Linked DNA regions of Sus scrofa: all the other regions are linked to region 4. The links are chromatin contacts, called in public Hi-C and HiChIP or PLAC-seq maps. All regions are on one chromosome and are shown on one strand. Each heading gives the region's core, a stretch centred on a gene start, on an enhancer-like site or on the middle of the called end of the contact. The rest is flanking DNA. Distances are from core to core; before and after follow the strand shown.

Region 1 (4,408 bases), core at 937-3,436, 250 kb after region 4:
TCGCAGAGGTGGCTCGGATCCCTTGTTGCTGTGGCTCTGGCATAGGCCAGCACCAACAGCTCAAATTGGACTCCTAGCCTGGGAACTTCCACATGCCGCGGGTGTAGCCCTAAAAAGACAAAAGAAAAAAAAAGATACGCATTTCTCGGAGTTCCTGCTGTGGTGCAGTGGGTTAATCATCCAGCTTGTCTCTGGTGTTGCTGGTTTGATCCCTGGCCTGGTGCAGTGGGTTAAGGATCCCTGGCCTGTTGCAGTGGGTTAAGGAACCTGTAGCATAGGTTGCAGCTACAGCTGGGATTCAGTCCCTGGCCTGGAACTTCCTTACAGGTGTGGGTGAAAGGAAAAAAACCAAAACACACATTTCTCAGGTACCTGTGGGTGGGCTGAGCTGGCCGTGAAAGGCATTGATTGGCTCCCTGAGAAGCCACATAGCTTTTCTCCCCCAAAGGGAGCCAGGAGCCAGTGGCCTCATCCCATGCCCAGGAGACGAGGGACTAGCTCTGCATGTAGGATAAGCTGGGGTCTGATGCATGCAGGGATCCTCTCACTTCCATGCTATTCTGCAGCCACCCAGTCATCCACTCCATAGACATTTACCGAGTCTCCTATGTGCCAGGCACGGGCAAAGATGCTAAGAGGTGATGACCAATGGTTGCCATGTAGCTGACTCAGAATTCCAGCAGGGGATCCTCCAGAGTTGGAGGGGGGTGCCTAGAAGAGGCAGCAATGGGCAGCCGGGGAGGCTAACCCAAAGGGAGGAGCATTTAAAACGGGCATTGAAGAATACATAGGAGTTTGCCAGCCAAGTGGGGTCTGGGAAGGAAGCACATTCTGAGCCTCTTTGGGAAACTTAAGAGTCTGGTGGGGTTGGCATGCTGGGTGTGAGCATGAATAACAAAAGGAAGTGGAAGAAACTGGAAGTCAGTGGGGGCCAGGTTGCAAAACACACCCAGAGAAGAAAGAAATAGTAGGGGAACCCGTGTATATACAACGAGGTCAGTGTTTCGGAAAGATGCCTCAGAGCCCAAGGGTTGGATTGGAAGGGGAGGGAAGAAACCAGTGGTTTTAACCTCTCTAGGTCTCGTTGTCCTCCCCCGTAAGATGAGGAAAATAATTGTATATATCTCCTGGGTTGTAGAGGCTTATATGAGAATTCCTGCCAAGCACAGTCATAATAATAATGTAAAGCATTTCTAGGCTCCATTATAGGCCGTTTTGCCTCGTAGTTAAGTTCATGGGCTTTGCTGTCTCTTAGACCTGGGCTTATGTCTTGGTCATGCTGGGAAGCCTTTTGTTTTCCTTCAGGCTGCACCTGTGGCATATGGAATTTTCTAGGCTAGGGGTGCAATTGGAGCTGCAGCTGCTGGCCTACATCCACAGCAGCTGGAATCTGAACCCCATCTGCGACCTACAACACAGCTCACTGCAAAGCCAGATCCTTAACCCACGGAGCGAGGCCAGGGATGGAACCCACATCCTCATGGATACTAGTCAGATTCATTACCATTGAGCCACAACAGGAACTCCGGGGAAGCCTAGTTTTAATATACTCCATGGCTAGGAAGTTCAGAAAAGAGGTTGGATTGATGGACAGGACTTTCCTTTGTGGTGAGGGAGGGGCAGTGGGGCCTCAAAAGGGAGATGGCCCTTTTCTCTGACAGAGGAGCTGGCATGGCTGAGTCAAAGTCTGAGCCCCGCTTCGGACAGAAGTTTGAGGCGGGCACTAGCAGGAGAGGATATTCCGAGTGTTCAGGTGAGAAGAGATGTGGGCTCAGGCAAGCACTGCTTTCCTCCAGCGCCCCGGCAGGGCCAGGAGGCACCAGTGAGCCCCAGGGCAGGAGACAGTGGGGAAAAAAAGGGCTTAAGGCTGGGGGGCCTCTCCTAGCTCCAGAAGACTGCTCTCCGCCCTGAGGCTGGACCGGAGCCAGGGAGGCAGAGCCGGCAGCGTGGGCAGATGTGGCGACCTTGGCCCAGTCGGACCGAGCGGAAGGCCCTCGGCCGTCTGGGGCTGCGGGTGCCCTCCGCCCTGCCCCGCGGAGGAAGGAATCCGAGATGGGAGTTTGGCGCCAACGGGAAAGGGGGGCACCAGGGTGGGGACGAGGCCCAAAGAGAGAAGGCAGGAAGCCGGGAGGAGCGAGTGGGGGTGGAGACGGAGGAGGGGAAGGGAGAGGGCGGGCAGGAGGAGTTGAGAGAGAGAGAGAGAGGAGAGCTGCGGGGAGGAAGGGTGGGGAGAAGGGCAGAGGAAGAGAGGAGGACTCGGAGGGGAGCGAGGAGGCCGGGCGGGCGCAGGGGCACGTCGGCCGGGCTGCCCCCGCGAGCCAGACGTCGCCATTCCGCTGCTCGGGGCGCCGCCGCCGCCGCCACCGCGCCCGGGGGCCATGCTTCCACCGCCCCCGCGCCAGCCGCCGCCCCAGGCGCGCACGGCCCGCGGCGCGGTGAGCCTGCAGCGGGCCTTCCTGCGCGGCCCGCTGGGCGTACTGCGGCTGCTGCAGCTGCTGGCCGGCGCCGCCTTCTGGATCACCATCGCCACGAGCAGGTACCAGGGCCCGGTGCATTTCGCGCTCTTCGTGTCGGTGCTCTTCTGGCTGCTGACCCTGGGCCTCTACTTCCTCACGCTGCTGGGCAAGCACGAGCTGGTGCCTGTGCTCGGCTCGCGCTGGCTGGTGGTCAACGTGGCGCACGACCTGCTGGCGGCCGCGCTCTACGGAGCCGCGACGGGCATCATGATCAGCCAGACGCAGAGCCACAGTTACTGCAACCTCAAGGATTACCAGATGTCCTGCGCCTACCACGCCTTCCTGGCGGCCGCGGTCTGCGGCGGCCTCTGCCTCGGCCTCTACCTGCTCTCGGCGCTCTATGGCTGCTGCCGCCACTACCAAGGCGAGCAGGAGGTGGCTTGAGGCCGCCGCGCCGCGGGGCGGTGGACCCGTCCTTCCCGCCGCCGCCGCCCCGCGCCCGTGCGCCCCGGCACCCTCCCCTCGCCCCTCATTCCCGCCGCCGCCCGCGTCCCAGCGCCCTGATCGCAGATCCCGCCCGACGGCAGCGCCGCCGCCCAGAATCCGTGTCAGCTACGCGGGATTTGTTGTCTCCCGGGACGGGGGCAGGGCTGCATCCGAGGGGCTGACGCACACACTCAGATGGGCCGCCCCGAGGCGAAGACTCGCGGTTCCTTTTCCCTTTCCCGGCCGAGAGCTAGACGTGGACAGAAGCCGCGTAGATCCGGGGGTGGCTCCCAAATTGGAACCAGTCTACTGGCGGCGCCACGGTCCCCTCCCTCCCGCCCCGCGTTCAGAAGAGCACCCCCTTGCTTTGGCCTCTCTTCCAACCTCGCGTGCTGAAAAAGTCAGGCATGCCGCCGCAGGCGGAGCGGGGGACGAGCCTCCACTGGTCCCGGGATGAGCGACGGGTGTGGTTTTAGCTTGGGCTCGTGCGGGCATCCTGCGCAGTCCTTCCAGGCCCATCCCTCTGTGCTTTGAGGTCTTGGGGTGAGGCCCGTCTGCAAAGGTGAGGATGGATAGGAAGGGCCTCGAGGGATGTATTCTTGCACCTTTGGAGGCTTCTTTCTCCTTTGCCTGTTCTGCCTTTGTCCTCGGGGTTCACGGAGGCCAGGTCCTAATGCCCACTGGCATTTCTGGCCTCATCTTCCCGGCCTTCCTCTCACAGGCTTCCGCTCCATCCCCACTTGCCAATATCTTTTTCCTTTAGGGATCTCACACCACCGTCTATGAATGTTAGGCGAGCCCCACCCCTTCTTTTTATAGATGGAGACTCAGAGATTGCTCTTGGGAGCTGCCAGAAAAAAAAGATTAGAAGCCCGTCTTTGGACTCCTAGTCTAGCACTGTTTACTTTAAAGCAGTGGCTGTTGCCAGGAATCCGGGTTTGGGAGCTACCCTCTAATAGAGATTTTCAAGGCCAAAAGGGTTTGTCAAGGTGCTTTCTCCTCCTCTGGGAGAGTCACAATGCTCATTAGCATAGCAAAGGCTCTGTGAAGTCCTGCTCTAAAAGAAGCCCAAGTAATTTAGTTTCCAGTGTTACTCACCTCTGGATCTGGACCAGGACCAGTTTTTCCCACTTTAAGGTTCCAAGCAGCTCTGTTTTGTCTGGGCTCTCCTTTGACACCAAGGGGCCCAACCCTTTGGCTGCGGTCTGTTTGAAGATGGGGGGCACTCCTTTTCCCCAGGGAGTTCCCTTAGCAGAGGGAGCCCCACAACCCCTCTGTGAAAGAGAAGATAGCTGCTCTCCAGACCAGTGAGAGCCTGGGAACTGTGGATTTGAACCTTTCTTTACATTATCTGGGAAATGAAGCCAAGTTCTCCAGATGGTGTTCCAGTCAAAAGGAACATCACCTGTAAGAGATGCTAGCATTGACCATGAGCAGCTGGCAGGAGTGAGTCACATCAAAGAGAG
Region 2 (4,362 bases), core at 1,787-4,286, 140 kb after region 4:
GAGGGAAATCATAGAAGACTTCCCAGAGGAGGTGGCATGTAATGCCTCAGCGTTAGATCATTGGATAGAGTTTCCTGCCCCTTGGGCTCAGGCTGTGGCCCTAGGACTTGGGGGAAGGATTAGGCTGGAGTGAAGACATTCCCATCCCAGAGGACCACAGGCCAACATGTCCTGCTTCCTTCCTACCCAGCTGCTGAGCACCCCACTGCACGTGGCGGTCCGGACGGGGCACGTGGAGATCGTGGAACATTTTCTGTCCCTGGGCCTGGACATCAATGCCAAAGACAGAGTGAGTGTCTGGGTTCCCTCACTCCCAGCCCCACCATAGGGGTGTAGGCAGCCTGAGGGCTCCCACATGCCCATGTGGGCCATGCTGAGTGTCACACTGGTTCTAGGAAGGGGACAGCGCCCTGCACGACGCCGTGAGACTCAACCGCTACAAAATCATCAAACTGCTGCTCCTACACGGGGCTGACATGATGACCAAGAACCTGGTAAGTTCATTCCTTCCCTGATTCAGTTAACAGTGTGCACCGCTCTCCTACGCCCCAGCCTGGCACTCAGAGGACATACAGACTTGGCGTGGAGGGCTCTCTCCGTGGAGGGCTTCTCTGGCCCCCAGGGGGGTTAGGGGGTCCACCCAGCTTCTGGAGCAATTCTCTCAAGTGCTCCAGAAAATCTAAGCGCAGAAAAAAGGCCAGAAGGGGCAGTAAGAGGACTTCCCAAAGGTCCCCAAATAGACCGTAGGGGGATCTAATGGCCAGGCTCAAATTTGTGGGGGGACGGAGCTGGAAGGAAGCTAAGCACTTGGTCAGCAGATGGTTCCCAGCCCTGAGTGTTGACTCCTGTGGTCCTTGGGGGTCCCCTAGGATCCTATGTACCCCCGTCCAAGCTTTTGGGGCCCCAAGTAATCACAAAAGGGAGGAGAATTGGGTAAGGAGGAACCCTGACTCAAAAGAGGCTGAGGGAGCAATCTAAGGGTAGGGGATTAAGACATACAAACTGTTATGTATAAAATAAGCTATAAGGATATATTGTACAACACAGGGAATATAACCAATATTTTATAATAACTGTTAAGTGGAGCGTAACCTTTAAAATTTTCGAGTCTCTGTATTGTATACCTGTAACAGATAAAATTCTACATCAATTATACCTCGATTTAAAAAAAAAAAGAACTGAAGTTCCTGTTGTAGTTCAGTGGAAATGAATCTGACTAGCATCCATGAGGACATAGGTTCAATCCCTGGCCTCGATCAGTGGGTTGAGGATCTGGCATTGCTGTGAGTTGTGGGCCATAACAAAGCTGCTGAGGTGCTGTGGCTGTGGTGGAGGCTGGCAGCTACAGCTCCAATTCCACGCCTAGCTTGGGAACCTTCATATGCTGTGGGTGTGGCCCTAAAAAGACAAAAAAAAAAATTAAAAATAAAAAATAAATTTAAAAAAACATTAAAAAAAAAAGAAGTAGCTATATGAAAGGGAAAAAAAGAAAGGCTGAGGGGATCATGAGAAAGTCAGGAAGATAGAAGGTGTAAACGAGGACTTCTCGGCATTATTCATATTTTTGACTGGATAATTTTTTTGTTATGGCCCACCTGTGGCATATGGAAGTTCCCAGGTCAGGGGTCGAATCAGAGCTGCAGCTGAGGCCTGAGACACAGCCATGGCAACACCGGATCTGAGCTGCATCTGCAACCTACACCATAGCTTATGGCAACACCATATCATTAATCCACTGATCAAGGCCAGGGATCGAATCTGCATCCTCATGGATGCTAGTTGGGCTCTTAATTTGCTGTTCCACAATGGGAACTTCTGGACTGGATAATTCTTTGTTGTGGGGGACTGTCCTGTGCAATACAGGATGTCTGAGCAGCATCCCTGGCCTCTAGTCAAAATGCCAGTAAGAGTTCCCATCGTGGCACAATGGGAACGAATCTGGCTAGTATCCATGAAGCCGCAGATTCGATCCCTGCCCTCGCATTGCTGTGAGCTGTGGTGTAGATTGAAGATAGAGCCCGGATCTGGTGTTACTGTGGCTGTGGCGTAGGCCGGCAGCTACAGCTCCGATTGAACCTCTAGCCTGGGAACCTCCATATGCCGCAGGTGTGGCCCTAATAGACAAAAAAAAAAAAAAAAAAAAAAAAAAAAAAAAAGCCAGTACTCCCCACCCCACCCCACCCTGCCCAGTTATAATACTGAGAATGTCTCCAGACATTGCCAGTTGCTCGCAGTTGGGAACCCCTGGTATGGATGAGGGCACTTCCTGATATGGACTTCTGAACAGTGACCAGATCTCCTCCTGGTTCCTGTAGGCAGGAAAGACCCCCACGGACCTGGTGCAGTTGTGGCAAGCTGACACCCGGCACGCTCTGGAGCACCCCGAGCCGGAGTCGGAGCAGAACGGGCTGGAGGGGTCTGGGAGTGGGCGGGCAACCCCTCAGCCTGTGCCAGCACAGTAAATGCCTGTTGCAGCCCAGGCTGGCACCTGACCTGTCCCCTGCATACAGCTGGAGGGTCACAAGAATGGCCCTCAGGCTGAGGACTGCTTGGCTCCTCTGTGTTCACCCCAGGAACACCCACAAGCTACCGCAATAAAAAAGTCATTTTTCTATGTGTGATGTTCATTTCTATTTGTGCCTGAAATACTTAGGAAGGAAGGAAGGAAGACTGGGAGCAAGGCTGGGCTCATGCAAGAGGGGAACTTGGAGCCCGTTGGCCTCACTGAGCCAGTCGGGCTGCTTTTCCTACTGACGCCTCTAATTGCCTCTTCCCTGCCCCCCCTCTTCCCAAGTCCCAGTGTGGATCAGCTTTGCAACATACTCGTCCAGGGACCCTCTCCTGGTGACAGCTGTCCTGTGGGGTTGTATGTGGCCAGCACAGGCTCGTCACGTGGCAGTCCTGCCCGGAGAAGCTTGGCAGGGGGAGTAGGGCAGTCCAGGGGCGGCTGATCACAGGCAGCTTCTCACCCGGCCTGCCACGCCTCCCACAGGGCCTGCACTCAGCCAATCAGCTCCGCCAAGCTCCGATCTGCAAGGCGGAAGCCAGCCTGGTTCCTGGCTTTGGGGCTGGAAATTATGGGATGAGGGCCTGGGGCCCCACTGGAGGCACCATTTAGTGTCAGGACCCCAGGAACCAGTCCTCCGTCTGGCCAGAGAGACGCTGGATTGTGGCATTTCTCCAGCTGCTCCCCAGGGGGAGGGAGGACCTCTTTGAGGCCTATAGGCCTAGCTTCTGACCCTGGCAACACCAGGCCCCAGCCTGCCTGAAGACCAACAAGTCAGAGGGCAGCAAATTTTTAACTAGGCCCATTGATCATTAACCAGAGTAGGAAGGAGTCCGAAGTCAGCATCTCTTGGGGACAGAAACCAGCTGGGCCTGGAGCCTCCTGCAGAGATGCTGGGCCCCAAAGTCTGGTCCTCTGTGAGGCGGGGGCTGAGCAGGGCTTTGTCCAGGACCATGGGGAGCTGGGCCTCAGGGGAGGGGAGGAAGATGGACATCTCAGGCATCTACCCCCCCGTGACCACCCCCTTCACTGCCACAGCCGAGGTGGACTATGGGAAACTGGAGGAGAATCTGCACAAACTGGGCACCTTTCCCTTCCGAGGTAAGTGGGGTCCGCCCCCTGTGGAAGTTGGGGAGATGTGAGTGACCCTGGTGTCCTGAGCCAGAGACCAGAGGAGGGTACTCAGGCTCTGTCAAGCTGCTCTGGGACAGTAGGCTACTCTGCGGGTCATTTTCTGATGAGAGAGGAACAGGTCCCTGCTCTGGAGTCAGGAGACAGGCGGGAAGCTAACTGCTGGCCTGTGATCTTGGCTGGAATCTCACCTGCCTCAGTTTTCCCAACTGTAACCTGCTATGTTTGTTAAAAAAAAAAAAAAAAAAAAAAAAGTTCTTCATCCAGCATTATTGTGGGGATCAAACTAGGTAACGGGTGGGAAAGCTTTTGTCAACCAGACACTCTACGCAGATGTGATGGCAGCCTGGGTGTCACATGTGGCAGCCCAGCCAGCAGGCTCATCTCCCTCAAAGACTTGTGTGCATAGTCTCTTCTAGACAAAGCCTCCCTTGGCCAAACTAATTCCTGTTCTGGATCCTCTGGCTCATTTTCCCCATTACACATGGATTCCCCCCAACCTGAGGTCAGGGACCAGATCATATTTGTGATGCTCAGTGTAAAACACAGCCATGGGTGCAATAAATGAAAATAAAAAGTGGCAAAGTTTGCCCATCCTGCCCTGCCCACTCTAATCCGTCTCTCCTGGCAGTGCTCCGAGGCAGTGCTCCCAATAGCCCCATTTCACAGATGGGCATCTGGCGCTCAGCGTGATGCTGTTATTTGCACAAGGTCACTCAGCTAGT
Region 3 (4,793 bases), core at 976-3,475, 230 kb after region 4:
CTGGCTTGCAGATGAATTCCCAAAGGAAATATCAAATGTTGAGAATGAAGTTCAACTCGTTTTGAAACAGTAATAAATGAACTATAGAGCTTCTAACAAAGAAATACATTTAAAATGTGACTCATCCTGCACTAGATTTGCAGTATATAAATATGGTGCTCAGCTGAGCGTTCTTTTAAGTTATGCATCTCAGTTCAGATACCTGTTCTCATGGTGTCCCTGGGAGGTGCAGGGGACTACAACAGGCACAACACACTTGGGTGACCTGGGTGGCAAGTGGGCCCTTACTCAGCTCACCCCCTTCAGATAACGCTGGTGACAGAAATAATCTGTAACCGGAGGCCAAGGGCCTCTTAGAAAAAGAACTGGAGGCTCTGGCCCAAGGCCTAAACCAACACTTGTGGCCTTGGCCTGCTTCCCGGCACAAACATGCCCCTGGACAGCAGCCAAAATCAGTGGCTCCTTCAAGCAAGAGGCCCAGTCCAAATGGCCGTGTGGGGGCCCCCCACTGGGCCTAGTTCAGCAAGGTACACATATAGGACACACACTGGCCTCCAAATCTGTGTCCCAGGAGGTGACGAAAGGAAACAGGTCCTTCTCCCAGATCGATTCTCAGATATGACCTGGAAGTAAACTCCCTCTAGATCTAGGAATAATTCTTTTCAAGAGTTCAAGAACCTTGAATTCTGGCTGTGCCACTGATAACTGGGGTGAGTGTGGCAGGCCTCCACTTCCCCTGCCGCAGTTTGCTCCTCATCAAAATGGTGAGAATAAATAACCTTTAAGGGGCCAGGGAGATAAAGTATGCAAAAGTTTGCATCCCGGGAGTTCCGTGGTGGCTCAGTGGTTAACAAATCCGACTAGGAACCATGAGGTTGCAGGTTCGATCCCTGGCCTTGCTCGGTGGGTTGGGGATCCATGAGCTGTGGTGTAGGTTGCAGACTCGTCTTGGATCCTGTGTTGCTGTGGCTGTGGCATAGGCTGGCGACCCTACAGCTCCGATCAGACCCCTAGCCTGGGAACCTCCATATGCCATGGGAGCGGCCCAAGAAATGGCAAAAAGACAGGAAAAAAAAAATTTCCATCCCATACATCACATCATCATGAATGAATGATGTAAAGGAAAGGCTGTTTAACCACCAGGGGATTATAGAATCATTGCCATTTGCATCCTCACCATCCTCATAAAACTCCCTCAAAGAGCCTTTAGTCTTGAGAGAAGAGGGTAAAGGGAGATGGATTCATCCGTGGACTTTTAAATCACAGCTGCCATTGAGGCAGCTTGCTCTCTGTCAAGTGCAGAACAGCACTTCCTGAGGAGTAACATTTTTAATTCTCACAAAACTCCTACGAGGAGTCATTATTATTACACCCATTTTACAGATGAGAAAGCTGAGCTCAGAAAGGTTAAGTAACTTCCCAAAGTCACACAGGTGGTAGGTGAAGAGCCTGGGATGCGAACGTGAGTCTGAGCCCAAAGCCCACGCTCTCCACCACTGCTATTTTTGTTCCTGCCAGATGGTTGACGAGGTCTTCCGAGGGAGGAAGGACTCAGGAGGCTTTGAAACCTCTTAGAGCCTGCTATCTGATTCTGTGGGTTTGGAAGGCACAAGGATCCAAAGTCGGGTCTCCCAAGCTAGCCTCTGTGACCTCGGCCCTCCACGGCCCCACGGGGGGTTAGAACGATTACTCACCACGCTGAAGGGCAGCAACGACAGACCTCAAATCGCAAGTTAAAATGCGCCCACTCTAACCCCTTCCCCTTCGAAGGGGTGGGCGCAGCTCTGGGCTTCCTGCCGCGACGGTGCTCACAAGGACCAGGCGGCGTTCATGAACAGGATGAGAGCTTGGGAGGGGGTGTCCTGGCCGAGGTCACATGGCGACATTCCCTGCGCGGGTCGGCCCCCGGGGCTCAGACGTGGCAGCTTCGCACAACGACGGGCCCTAAGTGGACCTGGGGTTTCGGGTCCCTCCTGCACCCTTGCTCTGACGGCGCGCCCACCCACTTCCACCGCAGCGCGAGGCAGGCTGCCGACCTACGTACCTGGCCGCCCAAGGCGGGCCACCTCGGTCACAGCCGCGGCTCCCCGGAGAAAGCGCTCCCTAGTTCCAGAACAGCCAATCCTGAGCCGAGCCTTGGTGTGAGCTCCCGGCGAGCCTTCCAAAATCGAACGCGAAGACTCCGCGAGCCAATCAGTGGAGATAGAGGGATGAGAGGCGTGGCCCTACTCCTCCCCCTTCCCTCCGCTGGCCTCGAAACTCCAGTGCGAAGAAGCCCCCGGTCCAATCAGCGACGCAGCGGCAGCGAGGGGCGTGTCCTGGGGCTCTCTCTCCCCGCCCTCGGCTGCCCTCACGCCGCGCCCGGAGGTGCTCCCTTCATTGACGTCAGTCCTCGGGGAGAGCGTGGTTTTGCTGGCTGGGGAGTGGGGGCGGGGCCGCATTCCAGTCCCGGGGTGCGGCAAGGGCTGGCCCAGCTGGGTACACGTGACGGGTGCACCCCTCCCCTGGGAATGAAGCCAATAAGCGCGGCGCGGGATTCCTTGCGGCTTGTGGCCCTCCGCAAATAGACTTGCAGCTACTTAAACTCAACAGCAGACCACTTGGTATTCTGGCTTGAGTTTTGAGGGAGAGGAAGAGTCAGCGCGGTAGTCAGACCTTGGGCTTCAAAGCCAGAATGTCGTGAGTTTGAATCTTCAATCAGCTGTGCAACCTTGGGCCAGTAGCCTAAATGAGAGGCTATTAAAAAGGTTTTATTCATTCATTCGACAGTGGTCTATTAGGGACCCACCCTGTCGGAGTTTCTTGACTTGCAGTGAACTGGAGACACCTTTAATAAGCCTTGTCCTGGGGGAATTTACAGTTTAGTCAAGGAGGCTAACATTTATTATTATTTTATTTATTTATTTATTTTTGGTCTGTTTGTCTTTTTTAGAGCTGCACTCGCAACACATGGAGGTTCCCAGGCTAAGGGTCCAGTCGGAGCTGTGGCCACTGGCCTAGGCCACAGCCAAGGCAACACGGGATCCTAGCATTGTCTGCGACCTTACTCCACAGCGCACTGCAACGCCGATCCTTAACCCACTGAGCAGGGCCAGAGATCGAACCCAAGTCCTCATGGATGCTAGTTGGGTTTGCTAACCGCTGAGCCAAGATGGGAACTCCAGAGGCTGACATTTATAAACCTAAAATATTGAGTGTGACTATGATTGTGATACACATTATGGCTCTGAGAGGGTAAAATGAAGGAACCTAAGCTCCTTTGGGGAGGTCCTAGAAGGCAGAAGTAATACTTCAGCTGAGATATGGAGGAGCTGCAATTGGTCACAGGATGAGGAGTGGGTCTGGGAAAAGCCTATAAGGAAAAGAGTACACGCTAAGGCCAGGAGGTAGCCAGTCTCAGAAGGACTTGAAATGAGGCCTAGATAAGGCCAACAAGGGAGAGAGAGGTGGGAAGCCAGAAGCAGAAGCAGGCAGTGAAGTTTCCATTTGAATAGCATTATATGTGTTTATTTACTAGATCTTTTCTAGCACTTACTATGTACCAGTAATGCCAGTCAGCACTTTACAAATAGTAGCTCATTTCATCCTTTTGACAAATTTGTGTTTTTAGAAATTCACTTTGGCTGCAGCTTGAAATGTGGCTTGGGGGGGCAGGAGTGGTGGCAGAGTATCCAGTAGGCCCTTGATAAGTGTTTGTTTACTTGGTTTGAAGATGAGTAGTTGTGCACGGGTTCAAAAATAGTCACAAAGGGCACCTGGGAATAGGCAGCCAGACTTGTTGTCACTTCGAAGCTGACCTTAATAGTCATTTGAGTTCTATTCTGTAGAAGTTCTGAAAAAAAAAGTTCTTACTGTTTGATAAGAGCCAGCACACCAAGGAGTTCTCTGGTGGCCTAGTGGGTAAGGATGCAGTGTTGTCACTGCTGTGGCTTGGGTCACTGCTGTGGCATGGGTTCGATCCTTGGCCTGGGAATTTTTGCCTGTCGCAGGTGCAGCCAAGAACTAGCACACTGGGATTTGTAGGGCCCTTTCTGCAGGGTAGAGGTTAGGTTTGGGCGATGTTCCTCATCGCATGGCCTCCAGTTCCTCTCTCTGCCCTGCACAAAACATTATTAGCAAGAGCTTTGCTGTCATTTAAAAGGTTTTAACTTTGTTTTTCCTGAAGCCCTGTGGAAACATAGAAACGAACAAAGAAATTAGCAATATTTATCTCCAATAGAGTGGCTCAGTGGTTAACGAATCCAACTAGGAATCATGACGTTGCAGGTTCCATCCCTGGCCTTGCTCAGTGGGTTAAGGATCTGGTGTTGCCGTGAGCTGTGGTGTAGGCCGGTAGCTGTAGCTCCAATTAGACCCCTAGCCTGGGAATCTCCATATGCCGTGGGAGTGGCCCTAGAAAAGGCAAAAAGACCAAAAAAAAGAAAGAAAGTATCACTGCAAAGCCTTTCAGCCAACTGCGGGGCTGGGTACTGCACTGACTTTTAAATTAGGAGGCTGGGTTTCTGAACCAGGAGCTCCCTCAACCCCATTCTCAGCAATAGGAAGGCCAGACGCTTGCCATATCAGTTCTTGGAGTGCCTAGGAATTCTGATGCCCTGAGCTCAGCTGAGCATACCAGGGTAGGAATTGGGAACTTGTGGCTTCTGGGTCAGATGTGACTAAGGCTGGGTGGAGGATATCTGGTGTCTCTAAACATTTTTGCAGGCATGTGACACTTGTGCGCTGACCACATCATGGAACCGTTTCTATTGTTACAGCTTTATGAGTCAATATTTCTGATGGAAAGATGAGGC
Region 4 (4,942 bases), core at 1,716-4,215:
GGGTAAGCCACCCCCTAGCGGGTATCCTCCTTGAAGGGAGATCTCTCCATTGATCCTCTAGATTGGCACCCTCTGAACTGGTGCCTCATTAAGTCGTTTTTGTCTTCCTGATCGCATTTCTGGGATATTTATTATTAATATGTTAAATATTATCATTTGTGACTCTTTGCTAGACACAGCACTAAGTGCTTCCCACGCATCGTCTCATTTATTCCTCACAACAGCGCTTTAAGCGGATATGATATGATTCTTCTTTCAGTTTACAGATGGGGAAAGTGAGGATGAGATGCTGAGTGACCCATTTTAGGTCCCACGGGTAACTAGAAACGGACATACTCAAGGCAGGTTTCTTCCTACTTACGCTTCCTACTCACTACAGAAATGTGAGATGCAGATTGGCCAAGAGAACAGAAATCTTGGATAGAAGCAGAGAGCTGGGGGTGGGGGTGGGGGTGACCAAAGGGACACAGCACCAGCCAGAACTGGGAGCATGGATTAAGACCCAGGTAGAGGGACAAAAAAGAAGAGTGAGAAAAGCCAAGGTTAAGGCTGGAAAAGCTCTCTCTCCCTGGGAGGGCCTGGGCATCAGTATTGGGATGACCAAGCAGAAGGAATGACCAGAGGGGTAACTTCCAAAGGGGGAGTCTTCCAAGGCCCCCCATGTGGGAGCTTGAACAAGGAGGCTTTCCAGGGCAGTTCTTGCTTTGCAGCCCCAGGAGTTTGTAAGCTCCAAGTGCAGCAGTTTTTTCATGCTGGACCTCATCCTAGTCACTGCTCTGGTCACTAAATTCCATCTCTGCCCAGCTGCAGTGGAGGGGGGCAGTGGGGCACTGTGGTTAGAGAACACGATAGGGCACTGGACTGCCTGGGTTCAAGTCCTGCTTTCTTCTCCACTTCTGCCCAAGCTATGACTTTGCACAAATTATTTCTCTGGGTCTCAGTTTCTTCATCTGTCGAATGGAGCTATGAATAGTACCTACATCACATGAAATTAGTACATTAAAACACTTGACCCGCTAAACTTTCACATATGGTAGATAATATAGCCACACACCAGTCCTCTATGTTTCGGTTCATGTCATTCCCAAGGTGCCTTTTCTCTGCCTCTCAAATCCTTCCCACTCTTCAAAGTTGACAAATGCCTAAAATGCACCAAGTATGTGGAGGCCACCAAAGAGTAGTAGGTCAGGTGTGCATGGACTTGGGAGCCAGCCACCCTAGGTTTGAATCCTGGTTCCTGTAACCTTGGGCAAATTGCCTCGTCCCTCAGTTTCCTCTTCAGTAAACAGGGAAGCAATAGTACTGGCCTCATAAGATTGTTACAAGGATATGAGGATTAAGGAGTTAACATTTGGAGTTCCCGTCGTGGCTCAGTGGCTAACAAATCCGACTAGGAACCATGAGGATACAGGTTTGATCCCTGGCCTTGCTCAGTGGGTTAAGGATCCGGCATTGCCATGAGCTGTGGTGTAGGTTGCAGATGAGGCTCAGATCCCGAGTTGCTGTGGCTCTGACGTAGGCTGGCGGCTACAGCTCCGATTAGACCCCTAGCCTGGGAATCTTCATATGCCGAGGGAGCAGCCCAAGAAATGGAAAAAAAAAAAAAAAAAAAAAAAAAAAAAGGAGTTAACATTTGTAAAGCACTCTTTTTTTTTGGCTGCTCCCTCAGCATATGGAAGTTCCTGAGCCAGGGATCCAACCCACTCCTCAGCAGGGACCCAAGCCACTGCAGCGACAATTCGGGAGCCTTAACATGGCTGTGCCACAGGAGAACTCCTGCAAAGCACTTTTAAACACTGTCTGGCACATAGTAGGTGTTTCATGAGTGCATGTTAAAAACTTTTCTACATCTGTCAAAAAGAGGACAGAGCACAATTGCATTGTTAGCTGTGTACGCATAGGGCTTATTTCCACTTCACTTGCTGTGAAGAGCAGAAAACACATCCAGCCTGTCTTTGACCCTAGCCCGACGCCTGACTCATATCTGATGCTCAATAAAGTGGCTAGATTGGGAGTTCCCGTCGTGGCTCAGTGGTTAATGAACCCGACTAGCATCTATGAGGACATGGGTTCGATCCCTGGCCTCGCTCAGTGGGTTAAGGATCTGGCGTTGCTGTAGCTGTGGTGTAGGCCGGCAGCTACAGCTCTGATTCAACTCCTAGCCTGTGAACCTCCACATGCCGCTGGTACAGCCCTAAAGACAAAAAAAGACAAAAAAGGGGGGGGGCTAGATTGAAACAAACCAGGACACAGTGAGATGGGCAGCAGAAAGCTTGCAAATAAGCAGATACTTAAACTGATGACTGAGTGCACAGGAGGGACAGGCAGTGACCCTTCTTCTGGAGCGTTTGATCCGCTTAGGGTTTGCTTCTGCTGGTCCAGGAGGAGGCACTGACTAGAGGCTGTGAGAGATAAACAGGTTGGACAAACGGCCCTATGTTGGATAAAGAGCATGGCTTTCGAGCCAGCAGTCAAAGCGTTTTCTTATGTGTAAAATAAGAGATCAGTGTCCATGGAAATAGAAACAACAACCAATTACTAAGCATCTTCCAGGTAGCTAGGCACCAGCTAAGTATTTATAATGTTCATTTACGAATGAGGCTGAGCGAGGTTAAGCGATCTGCCCAAAGATACAAAGCAAAAAACAAAGTGAAGATTCCAATCCAGGTGTGTTAATCAAACTTTCTGTACAGATGGCAAAGTGATCTGGCCGAGCCTAGAGTAACTCAAATGCCAAAGACCATTTTTTTCACAACGAAGGGCTGATGAATAAGGGCGATACAACACTCCTGCCCGCATCCAAGACCCGCCGCCGCCCAAAAGTACCGAAGCCCTCCGGCGCTTACGTGCGCTCCGTGACTGGGGCGGCGGACGCCTGGCGGGCGGCGGAAGTCGCATGCGCCCTGCCGTCCTTCCCCTCACCCCGGAGCCTGCAGCGCCTGCTTGGGGCGCATGCGTACACCGATGGGCGGAGGGCGGCCCCGAGCGAGTGGAAAGATTTGAGTGAGCAAGTGCGCTGGAGCCTAGCGGTAGGGCGCGAGCGCGCAGGCGCGGCCGGGGGCCTGGCCGAGACTCCGGAATCTCGGTGAGCCCCAGTCTGCGCCGCACCCCGAGTTGCCACCATGGCTGCCTACAAGCTGGTGCTGATCCGGCACGGTGAGAGCGCGTGGAACCTGGAGAACCGCTTCAGCGGCTGGTACGACGCGGACCTGAGCCCGGCGGGGCACGAGGAGGCGAAGCGCGGCGGGCAGGCGCTGCGAGGTGCGGAGCGGGCCGGGGAGGTGGGTGGGAGCTGCGAAGGCCCGAGCGGGCGCGGATGCGTCAGGGCCGCCTGGTTGCCCCCCACCCTCGCTAGAGGGCTGAGACTTTGGGCTTTATCGCTTCAGCCGTTTATGTTGCAGTTGAGAAAATGCGCCCAGGGTAGCGAATCGACTTACTCAAGGTCACCTAGTCTCCCGAGTGTGAGGGGCCGCGCGCCTGAAGAGGACCCTTGCGGCCTCCGCAACACTGCCTTGTGAAATTCTCCCTTTCTAGTCATCATTTAGTAACTCGGGGACGGGCGACTAAATTGGATGCCCAGAATCTTCCAGCGGCTATAACCAAACCTACTCAAGAGGCAGCTGCGGATTCTGGTGAAGCGGCAGGCCACGCGCTTTTCCCGGTTCTGGCGGTGTGATGCGGCACTGGGGTGGGGGTAGGGGTGGGGGTTGCGGGGAGACCAGCACGGTTCCAGATATGAAGACATGCACGTGCTTGTGTGGGATGCTGTTTAGCAGCATTCCACAAATCCTCTGTCCAAAATGCACGCGCAGATGTAATTGAATGAATGAATGAGGGATTTGAGTTGATCCTTTTCATAATCCCATAAAGTATACAGATTTTATTTTTTCCCATTCCTTACTGGCTCTCTTTAATAGCTGGGAAAGTGAGGCTTGAAAGGATGACTTGTTCAAGGTCACCCCTTGTTCCTAGTCTGCTCCCCTGGCCTCTGTTCTGGGGTTGAGTAACAGGTAGGTGTGAGGAACTGGTAGGCTGTTGGCCAGGACGCTGGGCGAAGGTGGCAGTGGCGGTGAGATAAGCTTACCTACCCAGGCTCCCCCCGCCGGGGCAGACAGCTCTCTGTGATTTTGGATCCTTTGTAAGGAAGCATGCCTTGCTGCCAGCATTTCAAAGACTCTCTGGACTGAGGAGGTGTTTCCCCTGATCCTGCCCTGCACCTTCCTAACCACTGGACAAAGCAGTAGCCATTTAAAAGGGTCATTGATGCCTGGTTGATGTGAATCAGGTATTTGGCCCCAGTTTGCTCTCTCTAGCTTCTTGCCTTCACTCCGGATCCTTTAGAAATGAAGCAGAGGGTGGGGAGGTCTGGGAAATGGAATCCTGCTGGGGATGTGTGTGAATGCTTGGGGATGGCCTGGTGTGACCTCATACCAGTTAGGAGCGGCCAGGTTAGGGAATGTGCTGGTAAAGGAGGCCATTTTCTCTCCTGCTGCCTGGCAGGAAGAACTGCATGGGTCTGTGGTTGCTGATGACTAGCCCAGGGCAAAGCAAACTGCAGCTGTCCTTTAAGACTGATCAAATGCCTTAATTTTTAATTGCTCTTAAAATAATACACCCTATATCAGTTTTTAAATACATGTTAGTAGCATTAAAAAAAAATTCCATTTAAATGTTAATGTCAATTATGGACATCATAGATAAATAACTAAGACTAAAACCAAAAACTCTGAATGATGAAAACCTTATGAATAATTTGATAGTGTAAAAGACCTAAACTGAAATGTTACATTCATGAAGGCTTTAAGTATTTTAGGGTTTATAAAACCTTGAATGATTTCAGGAGGAAGCTTGCAAGCAGAGTTTCCCCATGCAGTCCTACTTCTCAGGGAGGGTGGAGACCACATGTACAACATTCGCTAACCCCTGATCGCTGGGAGTGTCT
Region 5 (4,581 bases), core at 321-2,820, 190 kb after region 4:
GTATCTGTTGCTTGTGAATAGCAATAACCTTCTACCAAGATGTATGCTTGATTGTAGTACCTATTCCTCAAAATCACATATATACTGACCTCCCCTCACCTCTTCAGGACAGTTCTCAGACCTCTCTGAGAGACTGTCCCCCACGTTATAATCCTCAGGTTTGTTTTGAATAAAATATTCCATTTCTTTCTTAGATTGAATACTGACTAATTTTTCATGGGTAACTGTGCCCTCCAGTGACCTAATTACATTCCTCCTTTAAGACAACTCACAGCACACGCTGAACTTGAGGCCCTCGCTGACTCTCCAACCAACCTCCAAGTCACTGAACTTTTAATATGGAGTTTCCAGCTCTCAATATCGGCTCTTTTTCTTCTAGGCCTCAGAGAGCTGTGTGTCTTCAGCTTGTGGGCAGGGACTACATGGTCCTCTTTTCCACTAACAAAAATGTACTGAGCACCCACTGTACATTTAGACACTGAGGTTTTACAGTGATGAAAAAAAGGTCATGGACTCTTTTTTTTTTTCTTTTTGCCTTTTCTAGGGCCGCTCCTGCAGCATATGGAGGTTCCCAGTCTAGGGGTCTAATTGGAGCTGTAGCCACCGGCCTACGCCAGAGCCACAGCAATGAGGGATCCGAGCCGCGTCTTCGACCTACACCACACCTCATGACAATGCCAGATCCTTAACCCACTGAGCAAGGCCAGGGATCGAACCTGCAACCTCATGGTTCCTAGTCGAATTCATTAACCACTGCGCCACGACAGGAACTCCTGGAATTTTTTAGTCTCATGGGACCATACCTTTCTTCAATTAACAAATATGCTCTAGGAGTTCCCACGGTGGCTCAGCGGTCAACGAACCCGACTAGCATTCATGAGGACGCGCGGGTTCGATATCTGGCCTCCATCAGTGGGTTAAGAATCCCGCGCTGTGGTGAGCTGTGGTGTAGGTCGCAGACGCTGCTCGGATCTGGCGTTTCTGCGGCTATGGCGTAGGCCATCGGCTACAGCTCCGATTGGATCCCTAGCCTGGGAACCTCCATATGCTGCGGGGGCAGCCTTCAAAGTACAAAAAGGAAAAAAACCAAAAAAATATGCTCTAAGCATTGGGTCAGGCAGTGTGTAAGCTACATGAAGACTAGAGTTAAAAAAAAAAAAAAAACTTTTTATTTAGGTAGAAATTTTTGTTTCTTTGCTTCTCTTCTGTCTCTCCAGCAAACAGGAGGTGCTCAATACATATTTAATGAATGAGTGCACGATGCAACGACTCCAGATCAAGAGTTCTCCAGTCTCTCAGCTCGTTCATAATAGGCACTCAAGTAGACTGACTGATGAGGTAGGCGGCTTTATTGAAGGTTCCCAAACAGGCGCAGGCAATCGGAAGTTAAGTGCAGAGTAGGATCGAAAAAGCAGAGGGCGTGTCTGACCCGCCGCTGACTCTTGGAGCATGCGCAATCTTCACAGAAGGTGACGGGCGAAAACTGCGGAGGCCGCGATTGCGTAGGCGCTGGTTCTGATTGGTTGCTGTTTGCGCGCGAGGGGTCGTGCCTACTCGTCGCCAAGTAAACAGGGAGGGTGGGGGCGGGGCCAAGAAGCACCGTAATCTGGTTGGCCAGGCGCGGGTTGGGGGGTGTCGCGGATTGGTCCGGGCCGGAGCTCAGCTGTGTGGAGCGCACCGGGTCCCGGAGCCCGCGGCCTGAGGGATGGACGAGACGAGCCCACTAGTGTCCCCCGAGCGGGCCCAACCTCCGGACTACACCTTCCCGTCCAGCTCGGGCGCTCACTTTCCGCAGGTGCCGGGGGGCGCGGTCCGCGTGGCGTCGGCGGCCGGCCCAGCCCCCTCTCCGCCGGGCTCACCAGGCCACGACCGGGAAAGACAGCCACTGCTGGATCGGGCCCGGGGCGCGGCGGCCCAGTGTCAAACCCAAACCGTGGCGGCACAGGCCCAAGCCCTGGCCGCCCAGGCCGCGGCGGCGGCTCATGCCGCGCAGGCCCACCGCGAGCGGAACGAGTTCCCGGAGGACCCCGAGTTCGAGGCGGTGGTGCGGCAGGCCGAGCTAGCCATAGAACGCTGCATCTTCCCCGAGCGCATCTACCAGGGCTCCAGCGGAAGCTACTTCGTCAAAGACCCTCAGGGGGTGAGAGCGGGCTGGGGACCGAGGCCGCGGGCTTCGGGGAGGGTGGGCCTGCCGGGCGAGTTTGAGGCTTCGCACAGCCATAGGGAGAAGGGGGGCTGAAAGGCTGCAAAAGGGATAAACTTCATAGTGCCGAGCCTCTTGGCAGGATTTTGGAGTGCCATTGAGGACTGGAGATGGAGAAGCTCTGCGGAATGAAGAAATAAATCAGAACTTATTTGGTAGGGGAGGAGGGAGCGGAAAATGAAAAGAGGAAATTGACCAGATACAGGCGAAGGGCCCGGCAGTGTGGTGGGGCAATCGGCCTCTGGACAGAAACGCGGGGAAATGCTGCTTTCTACTAGGTTCCTGAGCTTTAAACTATAGAGACTGCTATTTGTCCACTGACTTAACAAATTTAAGCCCGTTCTCTCTTTATGGACAGAACCAGTGTTGTCGCTGTGCATTGAGGAGAATGGGTGACCCATAAGGGGCTCTGAGGGTTCTTTTCCATCTTTCTGTGCTGTGGAGATGTCTCCTGCTACCGTCCCAGGTCTCTTATTGGCAGACGTTGGTGATAGAGTGGGTGGATTCACCAGTTTCATATGTACTGATCATTGCTCACTTCTGTGAAATTGTTCAAATCCTCTTTTATGGTTCCTCAGTTTAGAATGTGAAGTTTGAGAAACATGGGACTATCAACTACCTTTTAACCTTCACTTTTTACCTAGGACACTCAGAAGTTTGCTTTTTTCAGGAAGGCGAAGTGTTTGGCTGACCTCTGTTTTATCACTGGCATGTATTTAAAGGAGGTTGGGGATGGGAAGGAATGGGGCATGAAGCGATCAGGGCAGCTGACAAGTGACTTTTATACTTTTGATAATTGCAGAAGAATTTAAGGCATTTAGATCAAACTAGAGGTATCTTTGGAATATCAGTGAGTCAAAAAAATATCAAGTCTTCCCTGTTAAAGTTCTCGGCTGGACCAGTATGGTTTATTGGAAAAATATATTATTGTTATAGTTATTAGAAGGGTGGGTATCAGAGCTCTCTTAAATTTCCCCTGTGTGTCAGATGGGTGGTGCTGAGTGGCCAGGATGGATGGTCACTTTGCAGCTCTTGGTTAGGTTCATTGAAGGGTCCGATTATTCTCCCAGATGTTGCCCCTGAATTACCATCAAGAACCAGAGAGCAAATCTGCTCTCAACTCAATTAACATAAACTGAGATGGGGGAAAGCTTTGAGAGTAAAATCTTTCCAAGTCCCTTAAATGAGAGAGCAGTGAGTTAAATTGAAAGCTCAAAGGGGAACTGTCACTTCTAGAAAGAAAGAAAGGTGGGTGTCCTGAGGTGTTTTTTGTTTTGTTTTCTTTTGATTTGGGGTTTGTTTTTTTTTTGTTTTGTTTTTTTGGCTGCACCCCCAGCAGCATGAGGAAGTTCCTGGGCCAGGGATTGAACCTGAGCTACACCAGATCCTTAACTCCTTGCCCTGAAGTTTAATGCAAGATGTTTTTGTCTTTTTAATTTGGTAACCAGAATGAGATCTAAGATATGAGTGGTTTTTATTTTATTTTGTTGTTGTTAGCTTGTTGGCTGATGTAAGAAGGGACTGAGATTGTTAGGTACAGAAGTAGGAGGAAGGTTTTCATTTTTCTGTTGTGACACTGTTACAGCGCCACTGGAAAGTGGGTCAGGTGAGCTAAGAAGTGATCTGGTGCTCTGACATGTGGGTGTAACGTGATCTCTCAATTCTATCTGGCAGGTAAAGTACCACTACATTGGTCCATAGCCACAGAGAATGGCAGACTATGGATATGCTTCTTGGTAATTGCAAGATCTTAGTCTCTCAAATTTCCTGGCCACTGCCCTTTCTTAGAGGGGAAATCAAAACACATATGGCCGGACAAAACCTATTAATTTAACCATCCTGTTCCCATTGAGGAGAATGTGGTTCAGAGCAGAGGCTCACTTCCTAAATGCTGTGGTAGATTGTATTGGACCACAGACTCGCTGTAGTTGGTTTTATCATCTTTGGTTCTGCTCCAAAGTGTGTTTATTTATTTTATTTAAAAATACTTTATTTAAAAATACTTAGCTTTTGGAGTTCCCATCATGGCTCAGCAGTTAACGAACCCAACTAGTATCTGTGAGGACGCTACTTTGATCCCTGGCCTTGCTCAGGGGTATAAGGATCCGGTATTGCCATGAGCTGTGGTGTAGGTTGCAGGTGCAGCTCTGATCCCATGTTGCTGTGGCTTTGTCTTAGGCTGGCAGCTACAGCTCTGATTTTACCCCTAGCCTGGGAAGCTCCATATGCCATGGGAGCAGCCCTAAAAAGACAAACAAACAAACGAATGAATAAATAAATAAACAAAAATACTTAGCATTTGGGAGTTCCCGTTGTGGCGCAGCAGAAACAAATCTGACTAGTATCCATGAGGATGCGAGTTTGATCCCTGGCCTCGC
Region 6 (4,892 bases), core at 724-3,223, 160 kb after region 4:
CTGAAACCTCATGGTTACTAGTTGGGTTTGTTACCGCTGAGCCACGACAGGAACTCCTTGTGGGGCTTTTCTTGTCTGTGCTTGTTGGCATTTCAGGGTTACTTGCTCCTTCAGCTCCAAGTCCGGGCCACGGAGCTTAGCACTGTGCTGTTCCTTGGGTCCTGAGGCCCCTGGTTTGTCTCTCTTCTCTCTGCCTTTCACAGTCTTATGTTTGTTTTTACATAATGTCCTGGGGGTTTTAGTTCTACCTTTTGGGAGGAATAGAGAATTGTATCCCTATTCCATCTTCCTGGAATTGGAAGCTCTAAATAGTTTTCTAAATGGTGAGTTTTCTCTCCTAAAACATTAAAGTAGTTGGAGAAAAAAATTGAAACATTTAAAAGTAGGTGCTTTAAAATTCACAGCATTTTTTTCATTTAAAATATTTTATCTAGGAGTTTCCTGGTGGTTCAGTAGGTTAAGGATCCAGCATTGTTGCCATGGTGGCTCTGGTTTACTGCTGTGGCACAGGTTCGATCCCTGGCCTGAGACGATTCTCGTGCTGTGGGCATGGCCAAAAAGAGATATTTTTATCTATACCAAAAACATAACTGATTAGAATTTTAGGAGTTCCCATTGTGGCTCAGTGGAAGTGAATCCGACTAGGAACCATGAGGTTTCGGGTTTGATCACTGGCCTTGCTCAGTGGGTTAAGGATCCAGTGTTGCTGTGAGCTGTGGAGATGTGGCTTGGATCTGACGTTGCTGTGTCTGTGGCGTAGGCTGGCGGCTACAGTTCCAATTTGACCCCTAGCCTGGGAACCTCCATATTCTGCGAGTGAGGCCCTAAAAAGCAAAAAAAAAAAAAAAAAAAAAAAAAAAGAATTTTACTCCCCTGGCTTGAATGGAAGCAAACACATCAAAACAATTTTTTTGCCCAAATCCACTTTTGTGTACATAGGGACACACATGATTAGTCTGCCTCAGGCTACATTATGACAGGGCATGGCTCTGTTGGATCCTGCCTTTATTTAAAACTTTGCCAAAAAAACACAAAAACAAAACAAAAATGGCAAAAAAAAAAAAAAACAACCTTTGAAGATAAATCAGTAAACAAGTGGGAGTTCCCATTGTGCCTCAGTGGTAACGAACACAACTGGTATCCATGAGGATGTGGGTTCAATCCCTGGCCCTGCTCAGTGGGTTAAGGATCTGGTGTTGCTACGGCTGTGACATAGGCTGGCAGCTGTGGCTCTGATTTGATCCCTAGCTTGGGAACTTCCATATGCCACAGGTGGGGCCCTAAAAAGAAAAAAGAAAAAAAAAACTTTGGCATTTTTTGCATTAAGGATTTTTTTTTGCATTGATTTTTTACTTTTTAAAAAATATTGCATTAAATATTTGTCTTGTGACAGTGTTTTTTGGTGGCCCCTCAAGTTTTGCCTCTGAGACGACAGTCCCAACAGAGCCAGGCAATGTTTTGTTCCCTAAAGCGGTGGGCAGACTCCAGACTTCCCCACAGTTTGTATCTTTCCCTCCAAGAGACAGATTAACTCAGATGTAGAGAAAGGACAGCTGAGGAGGCAAGCGTGAGTCTCCCTGGGTGTGAAGGTTCTCCTGGGATAGGACGCTCTAAAAATAGGGCATAAGAATTGGAGAAATGAGGGTCTTTCCACTGAGGCCCCCACCCACCCAAAGGCCCAGGCTGTGCTACACATTCTGGACATGCCACTGCGTTAGGACCTCCACTCTCCCACTCCCAGCTGCCTGCAAGAAGGTCCCAGAACCTACCTGCCCCCAGAACAGGAAGAGGAGCTTCCAGGCCTCTTGGCGTCTGGGCTAACAGTGCTATTTTTCTCATCCAATTCTTGTGATATGGGATCTCCTAATTTTTACAGACGAAGCAGCTCGGGCTGCCCCTTGGGAAGAGAGGATGCTGCCATCCTAGCCCTCGGCATGCCATCCTCTCTTACCCTTCCCTCTGTGCCTGGTCCTGTGCCAGCTCTGGGCACACACTCAGGAATGCCTTGGACACCTGTCTGCTGCCTGCGCTGTAGGCTCAACCACCCCAAGAGCAGCTTGATGTCACCTTGTTGCCCTGCCCTGCTCGAACGCAATGTGCTTCTTCTACCCTCCTGCCCAGCCGGCCTCCTGCCCCGACTATATTTAGGACTTTCCATGGTTCTTACCTCCAAAGCATTCCACCGTTTCTCAGGGTCTACAGAGGGCCAAGGCAGAGCTCTTCAGACACCTCTGGTGGGAGAAAGCATTCCTCTAGCTATTTCTTGTTTCCATTGTCTCTCCCACCCTACTCAGGTTTTGGGTGAAAAGCCCAGTTTGTTGGAACATCATGGCTGGAGCAGGGCCTAGGAGGAGGCTTCCTGAAGCCTACTGGCCTCTACGGCTGAGTAGGTATTAATCCTTCATTGATGCTTCTCAACCTTTTTACCCCAAACAACCTCTTTTTATTATTTTTACCCCTCATGAAGCCCATATTTCGAAGGTTTTACCTTCCCTCAGAAGAAAATTTTATTACATAATAATTACTTTCCTAGTTTTTAGGTAGTCAAAGATTAACCTAAAACTTCCCATCAGCATGAAACAACTAGTTGCAATGCTCAAAGAAAAGAAATCTGATGGGTTTTTTTTGGGGGGGGTTGTTTATTTATTTGTTTGGACTTTTAGGCCCACACCCACAGCCTATGCAAGTTCCCAAGCTAGGGGTCCAATCAGAGCTGTAGCTGCCAGCCTACACCGCAGCCACAGCAACACCAGATCTGAGCAGTGTCTGCAACCTACACCACAGCTCATGGCAATGCCAGATCCTTACCCCATGGAGTGGGGGCCAGGGAATGAGCCCACATCCTCATGGATACTAGTCGGGTTCGTTACTGCTGAGCCACTACGGGAACTCCAAATTTGATGCTTTATTTTCTCCACGCATGATTTTAAAGTATGACAATAGCTCTAAGTCTCCCATTACAATGGAAAAGACGTTAGAGATCCTGTGGTCTGGCCCCTGCATTTTTTTAGGCAAATGAACTTGCTCAGAGAGAAGTTAATGATACAAGGTTACACAGTGTAACTTCTTTGGACACTGACTCCTTGTTTTCCCTGTGGCAGCATTTGGATTGGGGTCAGGGAGGAGGGATGGGGGGATGGGGGATGGGGGATGGGGGCGACGTTGCTGCTGGGGTGAGAGAAGGTGGGCTGTGCCTGACTTCCCAGGCCCTCTGTGCCCTGGGTCAGGTTCAGGGACCTGGGCTGCAGACCAGTGATGGGACCCAGACCAGGGATGCTCTACTGCCCAGACCCACAGCGCTGCCTCTCCCATCCCAGCTGAGGATGCACTGCCACTCTCCTCCCTGATGGCGTGGATTCTCTCCCCAAACCAAAGGAGGCGCCTTCTGTCCTCTAGCCTAGGTTCTGGCATTGTGTTCTTTACTGCCCACCTGCCTTCTGGATTCCCAATCTGCTCAATCTAAGCCGCATAGATTCAGCAGAGTTACTTTACAGGAGGAGGAGGGTGGGAACCCTGACTTTCTGAAAATGACACATCTGGGTCCTGGACGTGTGTGGGCAGGGGACTCCCTCCCCAGTCTCTTCTAACAGGCCCTGCTTCGCAGGTGACCTGGCGCTTCGGGATCCCGGGGCTGAAGAAAACCATGGACTGGTTTGGCTACTACGGAGGCCCCTGCCGCGCCCCCTTGCAGGAGCTGAACCCGGCCCAGGAGGAGGTGCTGCGTTTGGATTTCACCAGCAACGGCTGGCTCTGAGGACCAGGAGGGGACGGCCAACCTGCTCCCATCTCAGCACCTGCCTTGCACTGGCAGCCTGAAGAGGAACATGGGTGGCGAGGGTTCGAGGCTCCCTTTCTCGCTTCAGTCCTCCAGGTAGCCTCTCTCCTGGCACTGCCATCACGCTCATCTCCTGCTCTCCCAGCCCAACAACCTCTGGCATTTGTATCCTGAAATCGGGGTCTCTGGAGACCTTCAGCCTGGGAAGGAGCAAAGTGACTTGTCTCCCTACTGTTCCTTCCTCTCCCCTGAGACATGTGAACCAGCAGCCAGAGGGGACGGACAAGGGGGCAGTTGGGCACCAATAAGCCATGTTTTACCGAAAGGAAGACTGCTTAGACTTGGGGGTACAAACCCAAGTCCAGTACAACACAGCGGGAAACCCAGGCAACTCCTAGGAACCCAAGTTCTGACTCCTTGCACTCGTTTGGGAAACCTGATCAGAAAGGGGTCACTGGTCCTTCAATAGACCCCCGAGCTGCATTCTAGCCCTTTCCTAAATCTGTGTGCTTCATCTCACATCGTCTCTAGCCTTGATCCCCACGGTCAAGTGCACCAGTGAGACAGCCCCATGGCTTGCTAGAACTGGTAAATAATGACACCTGGTGGATAAATGCTATATTCTAGAAAACTGTTCTAGCCACCCCGAGTCTGAAACATTAGGAAAAGGGACTTGGCCTGAGACAGGACCATCCCCTTGTCTATACACACTCTGCTTCTATTGTTGAGAACAATTTGTTATTGCAATAAAGCTTAATAGGTTAAACTAGTGTGGCTATGTATGGATGGACACCCCACTGCTATGCAGGTTTCCTGCCCAGATGTCCAGAACCTTCCTAGAGCCAATTTAGCTCCCAAGGTCTGTTTTTTTCGCAGCTCTGAGAGAGGCCCAAAGGATACTGAGCAAACATAGGCAAGAGATTATTGGCAGCCTAGGGAAAAAGCTTATTGAGGTTTTAAATGAGAGAGGTAAGAGACAAAAAGGTTCAAGTGGGATATTTAAAAACACTTACCACATTAATTTAAAAGGCTCTTTTCTCTAAAATGTTTAATCTTATTCAGTGATATCTGACTAGTGGCAGAAAACCTGAGATGAATTTTTAAAAAAAAAAAAAAA

Evidence for each region. Hi-C and Micro-C count contacts between places; a contact is called where the count stands out from the background. HiChIP or PLAC-seq counts read pairs in DNA pulled down with a chosen protein or histone mark.
Region 1: a Hi-C map of skeletal muscle shows a contact between it and region 4, with 4 times the contacts expected there. The contact joins the promoter of MARVELD1 here to the promoter of PGAM1 in region 4. A contact is called at or near these places in 1 of 5 promoter capture datasets (fetal liver), 2 of 47 Hi-C or Micro-C datasets (embryonic fibroblasts and skeletal muscle) and 1 of 2 datasets of contacts at active chromatin or transcription factors (alveolar macrophages).
Region 2: a contact with region 4 is called in an H3K27ac HiChIP or PLAC-seq map of alveolar macrophages. The contact joins the promoter of HOGA1 here to the promoter of PGAM1 in region 4. A contact is called at or near these places in 2 of 47 Hi-C or Micro-C datasets (liver and skeletal muscle) and 2 of 2 datasets of contacts at active chromatin or transcription factors (alveolar macrophages and skeletal muscle).
Region 3: an H3K27ac HiChIP or PLAC-seq map of alveolar macrophages shows a contact between it and region 4. The contact joins the promoter of AVPI1 here to the promoter of PGAM1 in region 4. A contact is called at or near these places in 1 of 5 promoter capture datasets (fetal liver), 2 of 47 Hi-C or Micro-C datasets (heart right ventricle and liver) and 2 of 2 datasets of contacts at active chromatin or transcription factors (alveolar macrophages and skeletal muscle).
Region 5: a Hi-C map of heart right ventricle shows a contact between it and region 4, with 2.5 times the contacts expected there. The contact joins the promoter of PI4K2A here to the promoter of PGAM1 in region 4. A contact is called at or near these places in 2 of 47 Hi-C or Micro-C datasets (heart right ventricle and omental adipose tissue) and 1 of 2 datasets of contacts at active chromatin or transcription factors (alveolar macrophages).
Region 6: a contact with region 4 is called in an H3K27ac HiChIP or PLAC-seq map of skeletal muscle. The contact joins the enhancer-like site here to the promoter of PGAM1 in region 4. A contact is called at or near these places in 5 of 47 Hi-C or Micro-C datasets (liver, omental adipose tissue, skeletal muscle and 1 more) and 2 of 2 datasets of contacts at active chromatin or transcription factors (alveolar macrophages and skeletal muscle).

Annotation. Positions count from the first base shown.
Region 1 is chr14:109,067,008-109,071,415 of Sscrofa11.1, forward strand. MARVELD1 (a long non-coding RNA gene) reads left to right here and starts at 2,187. Exons shown (of 3, transcript XR_002338495.1): 1 at 2,187-4,408.
Region 2 is chr14:108,955,776-108,960,137 of Sscrofa11.1, forward strand. It overlaps HOGA1 (4-hydroxy-2-oxoglutarate aldolase 1), which reads left to right and starts at 3,037. Exons shown (of 7, transcript NM_001190169.1): 1 at 3,037-3,607. The coding sequence starts at 3,397.
Region 3 is chr14:109,050,003-109,054,795 of Sscrofa11.1, forward strand. It overlaps AVPI1 (arginine vasopressin-induced protein 1), which reads right to left and starts at 2,226. Exons shown (of 3, transcript XM_001929060.5): 1 at 2,045-2,226.
Region 4 is chr14:108,819,817-108,824,758 of Sscrofa11.1, forward strand. It overlaps PGAM1 (phosphoglycerate mutase 1), which reads left to right and starts at 2,966. Exons shown (of 4, transcript XM_003483535.4): 1 at 2,966-3,261. The coding sequence starts at 3,123.
Region 5 is chr14:109,006,573-109,011,153 of Sscrofa11.1, forward strand. PI4K2A (phosphatidylinositol 4-kinase type 2-alpha) reads left to right here and starts at 1,571. Exons shown (of 9, transcript XM_001929034.6): 1 at 1,571-2,140. The coding sequence starts at 1,706.
Region 6 is chr14:108,981,833-108,986,724 of Sscrofa11.1, forward strand. HOGA1 (4-hydroxy-2-oxoglutarate aldolase 1) reads left to right here. Exons shown (of 7, transcript NM_001190169.1): 7 at 3,605-4,541. The coding sequence ends at 3,754. Among named protein-coding and RNA genes, the nearest start is that of MORN4, 15 kb to the right of the region's middle. Within about 2 kb of position 1,974, at least 3 of the 83 cell types and tissues checked have an H3K27ac peak or open chromatin away from gene starts, as enhancers often do. A contact at or near this core is called in skeletal muscle, where this site is marked.